Regions from separate parts of the Mus musculus genome. Here all the other regions are linked to region 1. The links are chromatin contacts, called in public promoter capture Hi-C maps. All regions are on one chromosome and are shown on one strand. Each heading gives the region's core, a stretch centred on a gene start, on an enhancer-like site or on the middle of the called end of the contact. The rest is flanking DNA. Distances are from core to core; before and after follow the strand shown.

Region 1 (2,700 bases), core at 92-2,591:
ACTCCCTCTTCTGGTGTGTCTGAAGACAGCTACAGTGTACTTACATATAATAATAAAATAAATAAAATTAAAAAAAAAAAAATTCACTTTAATGAGGCTTTATTAAATCCAAAAGGTAACAGGCAACATTTTTCATGTGTTTACTATGTGCTACAAAAGAGTGGCAACATTTTAAGTATTTTTTTTCTTTTGCAATTCTCATGACAATCCTATTATGTTTCTAAGTTTTCAAATGTGGTTTAGAGAGATTAAGTAATTTGCTGAAGATGCTGATAGAACCAGAATTCAAAGCCAGACAGAGGGTTCTGACTCTACAATCTAATTCTTGGGGGCAGGATTTTGTTTTTTGTGGTTTTGTTTTGTTTTGTTTTTGGATGCACCAATTCACCGTGGGCATTCTGCAAACCTGGACAGATTCCTTGTTCCAGGCCAGAGAACTAGAGAATAGGATCCCACCTTCTCAGCCAGGCGGTGGTGGCTCACGCCTTTAATCCCAGCACTTGGGAGGCAGAGGCAGGTGGATTTCTGAGTTCGAGGCCAGCCTGGTCTACAAAGTGAGTTCCAGGACAGCAAGGGCTACACAGAGAAACCCTGTCTCAAAAATCAAAAAAAAAAAAAAAAAAAAAAAAAAAACCCAAAACCAAAAACCAAACGATCCCACTTTCTCTCCAGATGGGTTGCTTCTTCTCAGAACACTGGATCGTCAGTAGCAATGCAACCTATACACACTACCAAACTGGAGCTTCATCCAGACTTGGAGGTACCGTCTGTATCACTGTTCTCATTGTACAATGATGGAACGCAACTCTCACCAGAGGGGGTTGTCGGTCAGCAGCAGGCAAAGTCTCCAGTTTTGTTTTGTTTATTGCCTTGCGCTTCTGACAATTCCCAAAGTATCTATTTCAATCTACCCTACCGAGGACCCCCACCGCCTCCCTACCTCCCTCGACTCGCTCTTTGATTCCGAACAGGACGCACGGCAAACACTGATCTACTTGTTAATCTTGCTCCGTCAAAGCCAATAGAAAATCCGCAGCTCGACACAGTCGCTCCCACTGAGTAGAAGGCCTGCGGATTTTGTTTAGTTTTCTGAAGGGATGGGATTTACCCAAACCCCCCGGTTTGACTCCGGGATAGGTTACCTCTTGATGGTAAGGCTTCGGAAAAGTGGGTACCACGCGGAGAACTGACAGTGACTAACATGCTCCTTCTTCATTCTCCAGCTGCCGCGTCAATAGCCGCCTTTCCCTCTCCCGCCAGCCCTCTCCCGGAACCCTGCGCAGCACTTCCGGAAGTGCCGACCGAGCCGTCTTAAAGAAAGGACTCTTCCGGTCCGTAAAAGTCCGCTGGCGCTAGACTCTAGAGCCATGGTAGACTGTATGCTTAGCGTGCCCACACAGACGCGCAAGACACACAGAGATCTGAGTCCGCAGAGAAGAGGCACGAAAGCGTAGATTTTTAGGAAGCTTACATCTCCGCTTTCGTCTGTATGCACCTCGACCCGGAAGGTAATCATCTGAAGCTAGCTGAGCTTCTACGGGTGCCTGGAGGAGGACGTGTGCACATCCTCCTTGCACCACGAGAGGCGCCGGTGTCTCTAGCGGTGGCGCCTGATTCTACGGAGACTGCAGCTTCTGCCTGATCCTTTTTCCTTTCCTCCTCAATCCCTTCCACATCCCACAGTTTAGTGTAGGTAAGTGGGCGCGAGCCAACCTCGGTACTAAGTGTCCTTGGAGAGGGGAAGGGAAAAAAGGGCGCGAGCACAACCGATGGTGCCCAGAGTACAGCCCGCCGCGCGCGCGTGTCTCCGCGTCTGCGCCTGAGCGCGAGACGAGAACCCGGGATCCAGGCGGACCAGCCTGGGCTACGAGAGGAACCTGGGAACAGCACAGTAAATGTTGGAACACATCAGTTGAGGCATCTACAAGAAGGATGGCCCCTTCTCATTCCGGAAAGTAGATTTTAGAGACACAGGGAAGAAGTCCCGCATGCACGATTCTGGGGAGGAGGGTGGTATTTTACGATCCTGAAGATGAAAGAAGCGATGTTCGTCTGAGAAATCAAGAAAAAGGGGAAAGTTGTGTCTTTTAAGCTTAAAGTTTAGTCCAATTCCGAAAAAGTTACCAGTGTGGAAAAAGCACATATTTTTATCAATGTCTCTGCAATGATGAAATCGTAAAAGGTTGGAAGAGTTTGTATACGACAACTTGTGATATCATTTTTCTCCCTACTCCTTTTTCCATCTATCATCCTACAAAGTTCAGTTTCTTTTTAAAAAAAAAAAAAAAAAAGGAAAAAAATCACCAGCTGCAAGAGACAGGCCTTTCAAACCCTCTGGTGCTTCCTGTAATGTAGAAGCCTTGGGCATGTTCCAAGCACGTATTTGTCCAGAAGCACCACATTTCTGATACTCACCCTCACAGAAAAATAAATTGCATTTTCCACAGCGCATCTAAGCAGTTTAAATTAGAGAGAGAGGAAAAACCCCAGCCACTGTTGACCTCTTTAGAAAGGTATTTGTTAGAACTGATGAACAGAATCCTCTGTATTTTGAATTAGAATTCGTGCTCGCGCGTGCACACACACACAGGAGAGGTATACATTGTTTGAAATGTTACAGGTAAAGTGGTTGGAAGCATTGCTTAAAGAATACCTTCCAAAATCAAGATCAATGGTTTATAATGTTGCAGTGTATAATGA
Region 2 (2,700 bases), core at 150-2,649, 2.6 Mb before region 1:
GCAGGATCTTTGAAAAATCCCTGTCTCTGGAATGCAACCGAGTGCCTGCTGTGGGAAGTATTTAACAGCAATATGGATTTCACCTTTGCCTTATCTGGTACACCCAGGAGATTCTCTTTCCTCTATCCCCCAGTCCTTTATTTTCCCTGAGAGGAGTCTGTTGTTGCTCAAGATGTCCTTGAACTCTGTATGCAGTGGATGCTGGCCTCAAAGAACTCCTCATTTTGACCTCCGGGACTTTTTACATCCAGGACTGCTGGGATAACAGGCATGGGCCACCATGCTTGGCTTTCTTCCTCTCCTGTTTCCTGATGGAGGACGATTTCAACACTGCCCATACAGGTTTCCTTGGTGGTCTAGGTCATGACCTTCACTTAGGAGAGAGCCGACAGACTTGCCTAAAACGACCCAATCCCCCTAATCTGGGTGTCTTCATGTTTCACAAAATGTTCATTCTGTTCTCAGCCGAACCCATCTAGACAAAAACATGCAAGCAAAAGAAAAAAACCAACCAAACAAACAAAAACCCCAGTCAACCAAACAAAAACCAACTCCAGTCATTTTCTGTTGAGGACTCTGAGGCTGCTTGCAGCGGGGAGGTGGGGAGGGCGGAGCTTTGGCTCGATAAGCATTAGATACTAAAATGTGAAATGGAAAATTTTGAAGAACATGTGGAAGAGGAGGCAGGGAGAGCTTTAGGGAATCGCAGGCCTGAGTGAAAAAAAAAATCCCTGCAGAAGTCGAGAGCGCTGAGGCACACAGACATATAGAATCTGTAGGCAGTGGTCGCAAAGGCTGCCGCGCAGCCCTGCAATCCAGCCTGCAGTGACCAGGTCTAGCCTTGGAGCCACAAACGCATCCTCATTCAGGCCACGCCCCAAGCCCAAAAGCCTCGGCCTCCGGCTCCCGCTCCGGCTCCACCATTCCCCCACCGCCCCACCTCACAGCTTTAGACTGAGGAAGGGCCGGCCTCGTGCTTTCGCCCTTCTGCTGGCTGAGGTGGGCGGGGCCGTGCCCGCTGAGGAGGCCCGAGCGGGCGAGCGAGGTGGGCGGGGCAGTGCTGGCGGAGTGGAGCCGAAGCGGAAGGCGAGGTGGGCGGAGCCTCGCTAGCCCAGGCGGAAACGGGACCACGAGAGGAGCCGGTCTTCACCCGCTAAAATAGGCGGAAGTGGGAAGGCGAGGTAGGCGGGGCCTCGACTGCCTAAGTGGGAGAACTGATGAAGTGGGCGGGTGTAGGCACGCAATGTGGGCGGGGCCCGCCCTGACTGAGGCGGGCGGGACTGCATAGACAGGCGGGAGCCTCAAGGGAGTGGGCGGGGCCGGGCCGGCTGTGATGGGCGTGACCGGGGGGTGGGCGGGGCCGCAGACTCGAGACTCGGTGCCCGAGGGTGGGCGGCACTAGAGGGAGCTGCGGCCGCGCCCGCCCTGTCGCGCCTTGCTTGCTGCTCGGAGCGCCGCCTCCCCAGCCGTTCGGAGCCGCCGCGATGGCGGAGGACAGCGAGTCTGCGGCCAGCCAGCAGAGCCTAGAGCTGGACGACCAGGACACGTGCGGAATAGACGGAGACAATGAGGAGGAGACCGAACACGCCAAAGGGTAGGAGGTGGCGCGCGGGCGCGACAGGGCGGGGACCGCGCGCACCTCAGGGCTCCCGCGCCCGCTCGTGGCGTGCGGGAGCCCCTAGACCGGAGGCTCCGTTTGGCGGTGTCCTCATCCCGAGACCATTGTGAGGTGCAGGTCTCCCAGCTCTCGGGGAGCACGCAGTGGTGGGCGAGGGCTGAGGTGGGCGGGGAGACTGCGACTCGGGCCCGGGAACCCGCGACGCGACAGTCACCTGCCGCGCGCCCCCGCTGGCTTGGCCTCACCCTACCACGGCGAGTGGTTCGGGTGGGAACTTAGCAAGGACGCAAGGCCCTTCCCTTTGCGGTGGCGGCGTCTTGGACCGGCGAGGCGAGGGAGATGCAAGTCGTTCCACTTGTGCCTTGGCATCCTTCTAGTTCTTTCGCGCCCCCCCCCCCCAGCCGCCACTAACCCCCTGTAGAGAGGAAACCCGCAGAGCCGGCGGTGGGGGTGGGATAGGGATGCGCCTCTGGCGGTCTCGGCTGCTGGCGACGAACTGCGCAAAGTTCTGCCTCCCAGGCCGGGAAAGGGGCGCCGAGACCGGGAGAGGGGGAGGGAGACAGGTCTCAGCCGACGCCTGAGGGCGTTCAGCTTTGCGGCCTCTGAGCGTGCCCTCAGAGCTTTCTAGAGCAGAGCTGACGGGTGAACGGAGTTCCCGCGGCCCCGACCTTGCCCCTCCTGCAAAACTGGTGTCTGATCTCCAAAGCCAAATGCACCAAGTACTTTAACATTTGATCGGTTTCTCAATCTATGCTGCCCTCTTTTCTCCCCTACAGACTTGATTTTTTTTTCTTCGAGAAAAGACTGCTTCTGGTTAAGGCTGGTATTGAAGTTCTGTTTTAGAGGCGGGGTTTGGAGGATCATTTTAAATAAAGACCGGTGTCCCTTTGTAGGTGCTGTTTGCCTCAGCCTTTTACCCTGTTGGATTCAAACTATGCGCTGGCACAGACTGTTACTGCTGCCCCTTAGAAGTGAGATTCTGCGAACCATGGTGACTGGAGAAGTGGGTCAGCCTAAAAACACGATAGGGAAGCCTGAGTCACAGATGGCTTATTTATTCAGTTCATGGAGAGTCTTTAAAG
Region 3 (2,700 bases), core at 170-2,669, 2.7 Mb before region 1:
TTGCTACCTCAACTAACACAATTAAAATAGTCTCCTACAGGCATGGTCATAAGCCAGTGGTTCTCAACCTTTCTAATGTTGTGACCCCTTAATACAGTTCCTCAGGTTGTGGTGACCCCTAACCATAACAATATTTTCATTGCTACTTCATAATTGTCATTTTGCTAATTATGAATCATAATGTAGAATCTCCAATGGTCTTGAGTGTTCCCTGTGAAAGGTTTGTTCAATCCTCAAAGGGGTCATGCATGACCCACAAGTTGATACCCTCTGCCATGGGTCAACCTAGTCTACTCTCCCCTCACTCCACCCCAACCCTTGATCCTTCCTTTCCAGGTGATTCTAGATTCAAGTTGGCTAATCAAACTAGCCACCCCAACCACAGCCCAGCTGTGTGCTTGGGATCAGGTTCCTTAGCTTTCTCTAGCTTCCATGTTCTCCTATGAAAATAGAATGTCTCTTTCTTTGTTGTGCTTAGACAGGGTCTCACTGTGTCTCAGCCTAACCTTGGATGTGAGAGCCTCTTGAGTACTGGAATCACAAGCATATAACACTATGCCAAACCATGTAGGTTGTGACAAAGTTTCTCTCAGATACTAGGCTTCCCATCTCCTGGGTCTACCTGTCCACTTCTTGTAAAATAGCAAGCCTGCTTGTCCATCCTGGATATCTAAACACGTTAGATATCTGGCCAGAGTGGCCGTGCTTCACTCCTGACCTGCCTTCAGTAAGAATCTTCCTAGGTAACTTTAGCTAGAGCCCTATCCCCAGTGCTTCATCTTGGTAATTTTCAACATAGGACACGCGCGCACGCACACACACTCACAGCTCCTTCGTTATAAATGGTTGTTTGTCTCTGCTGAGTCCCAAGTTGAGCAAAATCTATCTCCCCTGCTATAAAATTCCATTGTTAACCGTCCCCATTGCAATGCTCCTGCATAGTCTTTGCTGTTGTGTTTTAACATGCCATTGGATTTTTTTTCTTTAATAAATAGAGGTGGGGATGGGGAGAAATCACCCAGGGCCTCTTATCACTGAAAACCTCCTTACCCTTCCCTTCCAATGCTATACAAGGAGGTGGTGTTGGGCCTCCTGCAGCCAGCCTTAGGTATTGTTACACTTGACCTATAAGTCTGGCTGTCAAATCTACCCTGGGGGAAGTCAGAGGATAGTGGCTTGGACAGCTTCAGGATGAGAGGTCACACCCTAGACTCAAATGCTTCCTGCGGACCCTTAGGTAACCCAGCGTGACGTCGAAGGCCTCCTCTCTGCAGGAATAGCCAGGGGTTTGGAGGCGCCTGGGACTCCCGCAGAGCGGCGGCCGCCAGGTGGCACCACGGACCCAGGGCCCGTGCGCTCCCGCGGGCGTGGGGCGGGGCAGGAAGGGGTTAAGGCGCCGGCGGAGCGGCCGCGGCGGTCTGGGGAAGCCGGGCGCGGGGCTCGGAGGAGGGAGCGGCCGGCTGCGGGGCCCCGGCCAATCGGGCGGCTGGCCGGGCGCGCGGAGCCACAGCGCCATGGAGGGAGGCGCGGCGCCCGGCCGCCCGTGACCGAGCGTGGCGAGCCCGAGAGGCCCGCGGCGCCCGTGGCGCGGAGATGAGCAAGTCCGCTGCGCTGCTGCTCTGCCTGCTCGGCTGCCACGTTTGGAAGGCAGTCACCAAGACGCTGCAGGAGCCCGGCGCGGGAGCCCAAGGTCGGTGGGCGGTGGCGGGGCTGGAGGGGGACGCTTTTGTGTCGCGCCCGGGCCTGGCGCGGCCGCGGTGGCGGCTGGACCCCGGCCGCATTGTGGCGGAGGCCCAAGCAGCACGACCTGCATCGCGGTCCTGCAGTCCCCCACGTCGCGATACCCGGGGGGGCGGCTCCGCCCGGGGAACACGCTGGGCCCGCGGCGCATATGCTCCCCGGGGATCTGGGTGGCACCAGCTGCTCTGCCACCCAGGAGGCAGCCGCTGGTGACTCTTCGGCTTATATCCAAGGTGCTTTCTTTTATGCATGATTCGGACACACGGCTCCATTGCCCCCCCCCCCCCAACTCCCCCGCCGCGGGAGGGATAGACCTGGGTGGCTGGTTCTCCCCCACTCCCCCCCCCCCCCTTCCCTCTTTGGGATCCCTGGAGCTCTGGTCCTGGAGTTCCAGCGCAAGGGCTGTGCCCGGCCCTTTTGTTGTGGCGGGGAGGGGGCGGCCGCCGCCCCAGGGTGCCCCTTGCGCCCTGGCGACCCCAGGTCTGCCGCCGCAGTTTAGGAAAGTTTTGGTATCTTCTCTCCCGACCCCCTTATTCTACGTGATTCTCAGACCTTTAGGGATTTGTTGAGCAGCCACAGGGATCATCTTGAGAAGAGAGAAAACTGGAACTAGGAAACCCTAATCACTTAAAACCATTTCCATGTCTGTCTGTCGCCAGCTCCTGCCTTTTGTTTAATCTTTGGCCTCTTATAAATCTGCTTCCCATCTGTACAAGAATGGCCACCAAGAATGGCCACACGCTTTTTTTTTTTTTTTTTTTTTTTTATCTGAATCTATTTGAGAACAATCCTGGAGCTTTCTTGACATGATTTTGTCAAGACAAAGTCTAGTGCTTCTCTGTTGCCTTTTTCTGAGGAGCGACTAAAGCCAACCGATGAGCATGTGTTAATTCAGCCAGGGCATCTCCTGCCCAGGGTAAACTTGGTTAGGGAGGGGCCTTCACTGGTCTTATGTGAGCT
Region 4 (2,700 bases), core at 160-2,659, 2.3 Mb before region 1:
TCAGTCCTCAGACTACTCCACCTTGCAAAACCTTACTAGGTTGGCAGTGTCTCTCTTTCTTAGATTGTCCCTCATAAACTGGTCTTTTAACTGCCACTATTTGTTTCTTATAGTTTAATAAAAGGCTTCTTCTAGCCCATGCATTTTCCCGTTTAGATCTGTGCAGTAAGCTGGATCAAATGTATACAACATTCTATACCTAGCAAGCATGATTACACGACTCTCCCACAAATACAGCTTTTCCACCTGCTTCCCTACAAACGAAGTAGCTACTCCCCTGGGACTTTCCTGATAAATCGAATGAGACTTAAAACCGAAGATAGCATCGGTTAAATTCCTTAACATTGTTCCTTCTCCATCGATATTGAGGAGGAAAAAGCTATAGTTCCTTGTTAAGTTCTCAGTTCTAGAATCAAGTGTGTACAGCAAGAGTCAGTTCTTAACTAGGAACCCTTCTCTCGAGGGCAGTTACACAGTGCTCTGGTTGCTCAGAAATTCAAATACCTCCCACCTCCGGGAACCCCGAACCAGTGACGTCACCGTGACCTCTTAGGGACTCTGCGGTCAGTTGTCACTAGGACTTCTCTAGCATCCAGGGGGTCCTGACATCCAGGTTTGTTCTAGGCGTCTTTACAAGAACGATGTCCCCCGCCCCGAGGACTCCAGGCATCCTGGAGCCCTGACGTCTTTTGAACTCTTCTGGGCATCCTATGGCCCGGTCTCCTAAGTGCACCCTGCATGCTTGAGGCCTTTTCGTCCCTAAAACTCCTCAAACAGCCAAGACGTCCAGGATACCCTGGAGTATCCAAGATCCGGCTCTCTGTATCCACCCTCCACACAGCGTGCTTGGCCTTGGAGGGAGAGCCGAGAACCCGCAACATTGCCACTTGCTTGCACGCACGGTTCCCGGGCCGATGACCCGGAGCCCAGAAAACAGGGTGGCCGCCACGGAACCCGGAGACAGCTTCCCAGGCTCACCTTGTAGACAGCCACACAGGCTGATGTGCAGCCCAGGTGCACGCCGATCGCCGCCATAAGGCGGCGGAGACCACGGCAGCTCAACGAAGGACCCTTCAGCAGCTTCAGCTAGCTTCCTCGGAACAAGCCCATCAGGCACTGCGGAGACTTCACGTTCCCGCCCGCCTACTGCGTCCGGTCTGCTGCGCCGGCCTCCCAAGTCGCAGCCAATCAACATAAGGATGCCGCCTTTCATCAGAACGGTTAGCCAATAGTTTTAGCGCATCACTCCGCGCTCCTTGGGAGCCCGGCGTAAACGCCGGTCTGCTCAAGCTCAAGCCGGAAAGGCCCGGAAGAGGGTCATTAGCTCCTCCCTCTCCTGAGCGCCGTTCATCAGAGCCAATGGGAACGCCTGGTGAGATTGCGTCACTTGTTTCCTGCCTCTTTCCGGCTTCACGAGGCAGCCCCCACTACAGTAAGGAAGGTGTGGGTAGTTCCGGGTCCCAGGCTCAGCATGCGGTGCATCAGTCCAACTGCTCTGGTGACCTTTTGCGCCGGGTTTTGTATCTCGAACCCTGTGCTGGCGCAGGGCCTGGAGGCCGGTGTGGGGCCGAGGGCTGACTGTGAAGGTGAGCGGTGTGTGACCTGCTTGCATGGCGGCGACACCGCGCTCAGCCTAGCAATTGCCTAAGCAGCTTCTCCCGGCCCAAGCTGTAAATAACATTTCACCCTTCTGCTTTTGCTGTCATTATTAAGGTGGCGCAGAAAAAGGAGTGAAATAGGATTCGTATTAGATTTTGTGCAAATGGTCTCCGCTGCCAACTTGATTTTGTTGCTCCTAACCGAGGAGACTTGCTTCTCTGCTCAGAAGACATGTTTTGAGGTTCAAACTAATTGCCATTCCTAGGAGGTAAATAAAACATGGCAATACGTTAGGGTTGCTGAAATCAAAGACAAGGGTACGGCTGACTAGGACTTTATAGACAAGCTGCTTTACAAAGGAGCACATTAATTCCTAGAGAACGATAAAATAGACGCCTGTTTTCTTCTGTGGACTTGGCGATCATACCTTCAATTCCACCATCCCACCTGGTTTTGAGGGTGTTATAGTACCTAGGTTTTGTAAAAACAAAACAAAACAAAAAAACAGTGTATTTTGTAGAGGACTGTTAACAAGAGCCAAGATGAACAGTTTTGATAGTCCCTTTGGGACCACTGTAGCACTTCTTGTTTTATTGAAGTGATGTAAACATATATCTTCTCATCTTGAGAGCAGATGTACTGAACAGAAAATGGAGACAAGATTCATGTGGAATGGGCAGTTGAGTCTTATTGTAAGTAAATAGTATTAATAGTAGTTGGAGTCCAGCTTTCTATCAGCAATTATCAAACCTTCCTCTAGAAATTTAAAATAAGTTTAGATGTTATTTAAAATTTCTGTAGCTAAAGATACTGGTTTAACAGTTATAATTTCAGTTAAAGATCTCATCTTGGGCAAGCAGGATTTTATTATAGAACTTCAAACTATTTTGAAATCATTATAGATTGATGTATGAAACTACTTTAATAAACAAAAAAGGGCTGGAGAGATGGCTCAGTGGTTAAGAGCACTGACTGCTTTTCCAGAGGTCCTGAGTGCAATTCCCAGCAACTACATGGTGGCTCACAATCTGTAATGGGGTCTGATGCCCTCTTCTGGTGTGGCTGAGGACAGTGACAGTGTACTCACATATATAAAATAAA

What was found. Promoter capture Hi-C pulls out the DNA fragments that hold promoters and counts their contacts. Capture Hi-C pulls out chosen DNA fragments and counts their contacts.
Region 2: a contact with region 1 is called in a promoter capture Hi-C map of pre-B cells. The contact joins the promoter of Nmt2 here to the promoter of Nudt5 in region 1. A contact is called at or near these places in 3 of 39 promoter capture datasets (the C10 cell line, liver and pre-B cells), 2 of 484 Hi-C or Micro-C datasets (CD4 T cells and embryonic stem cells) and 2 of 9 other capture datasets (adipose tissue and liver).
Region 3: a contact with region 1 is called in a promoter capture Hi-C map of liver, with 4 times the contacts expected there. The contact joins the promoter of Fam171a1 here to the promoter of Nudt5 in region 1. A contact is called at or near these places in 2 of 39 promoter capture datasets (liver and pre-B cells).
Region 4: a contact with region 1 is called in a promoter capture Hi-C map of adipose tissue, with 2.3 times the contacts expected there. The contact joins the promoter of Cdnf here to the promoter of Nudt5 in region 1. A contact is called at or near these places in 3 of 39 promoter capture datasets (the C10 cell line, cranial neural crest and pre-B cells) and 2 of 9 other capture datasets (adipose tissue and liver).

The regions. Positions count from the first base shown.
Region 1 is chr2:5,843,693-5,846,392 of GRCm38.p6, forward strand. Nudt5 (nudix (nucleoside diphosphate linked moiety X)-type motif 5) reads left to right here and starts at 1,342. Exons shown (of 10, transcript NM_016918.3): 1 at 1,342-1,693. Cdc123 (cell division cycle 123) reads right to left here and starts at 1,485. Exons shown (of 13, transcript NM_133837.5): 1 at 1,143-1,485. The coding sequence starts at 1,216.
Region 2 is chr2:3,282,813-3,285,512 of GRCm38.p6, forward strand. Nmt2 (N-myristoyltransferase 2) reads left to right here and starts at 1,400. Exons shown (of 14, transcript NM_008708.2): 1 at 1,400-1,594. The coding sequence starts at 1,485.
Region 3 is chr2:3,116,963-3,119,662 of GRCm38.p6, forward strand. It overlaps Fam171a1 (family with sequence similarity 171, member A1), which reads left to right and starts at 1,420. Exons shown (of 8, transcript NM_001081161.2): 1 at 1,420-1,690. The coding sequence starts at 1,594.
Region 4 is chr2:3,511,656-3,514,355 of GRCm38.p6, forward strand. It overlaps Cdnf (cerebral dopamine neurotrophic factor), which reads left to right and starts at 1,410. Exons shown (of 4, transcript NM_177647.4): 1 at 1,410-1,586. The coding sequence starts at 1,472. Hspa14 (heat shock protein 14) reads right to left here and starts at 1,159. Exons shown (of 14, transcript NM_015765.2): 1 at 979-1,159. The coding sequence starts at 1,035.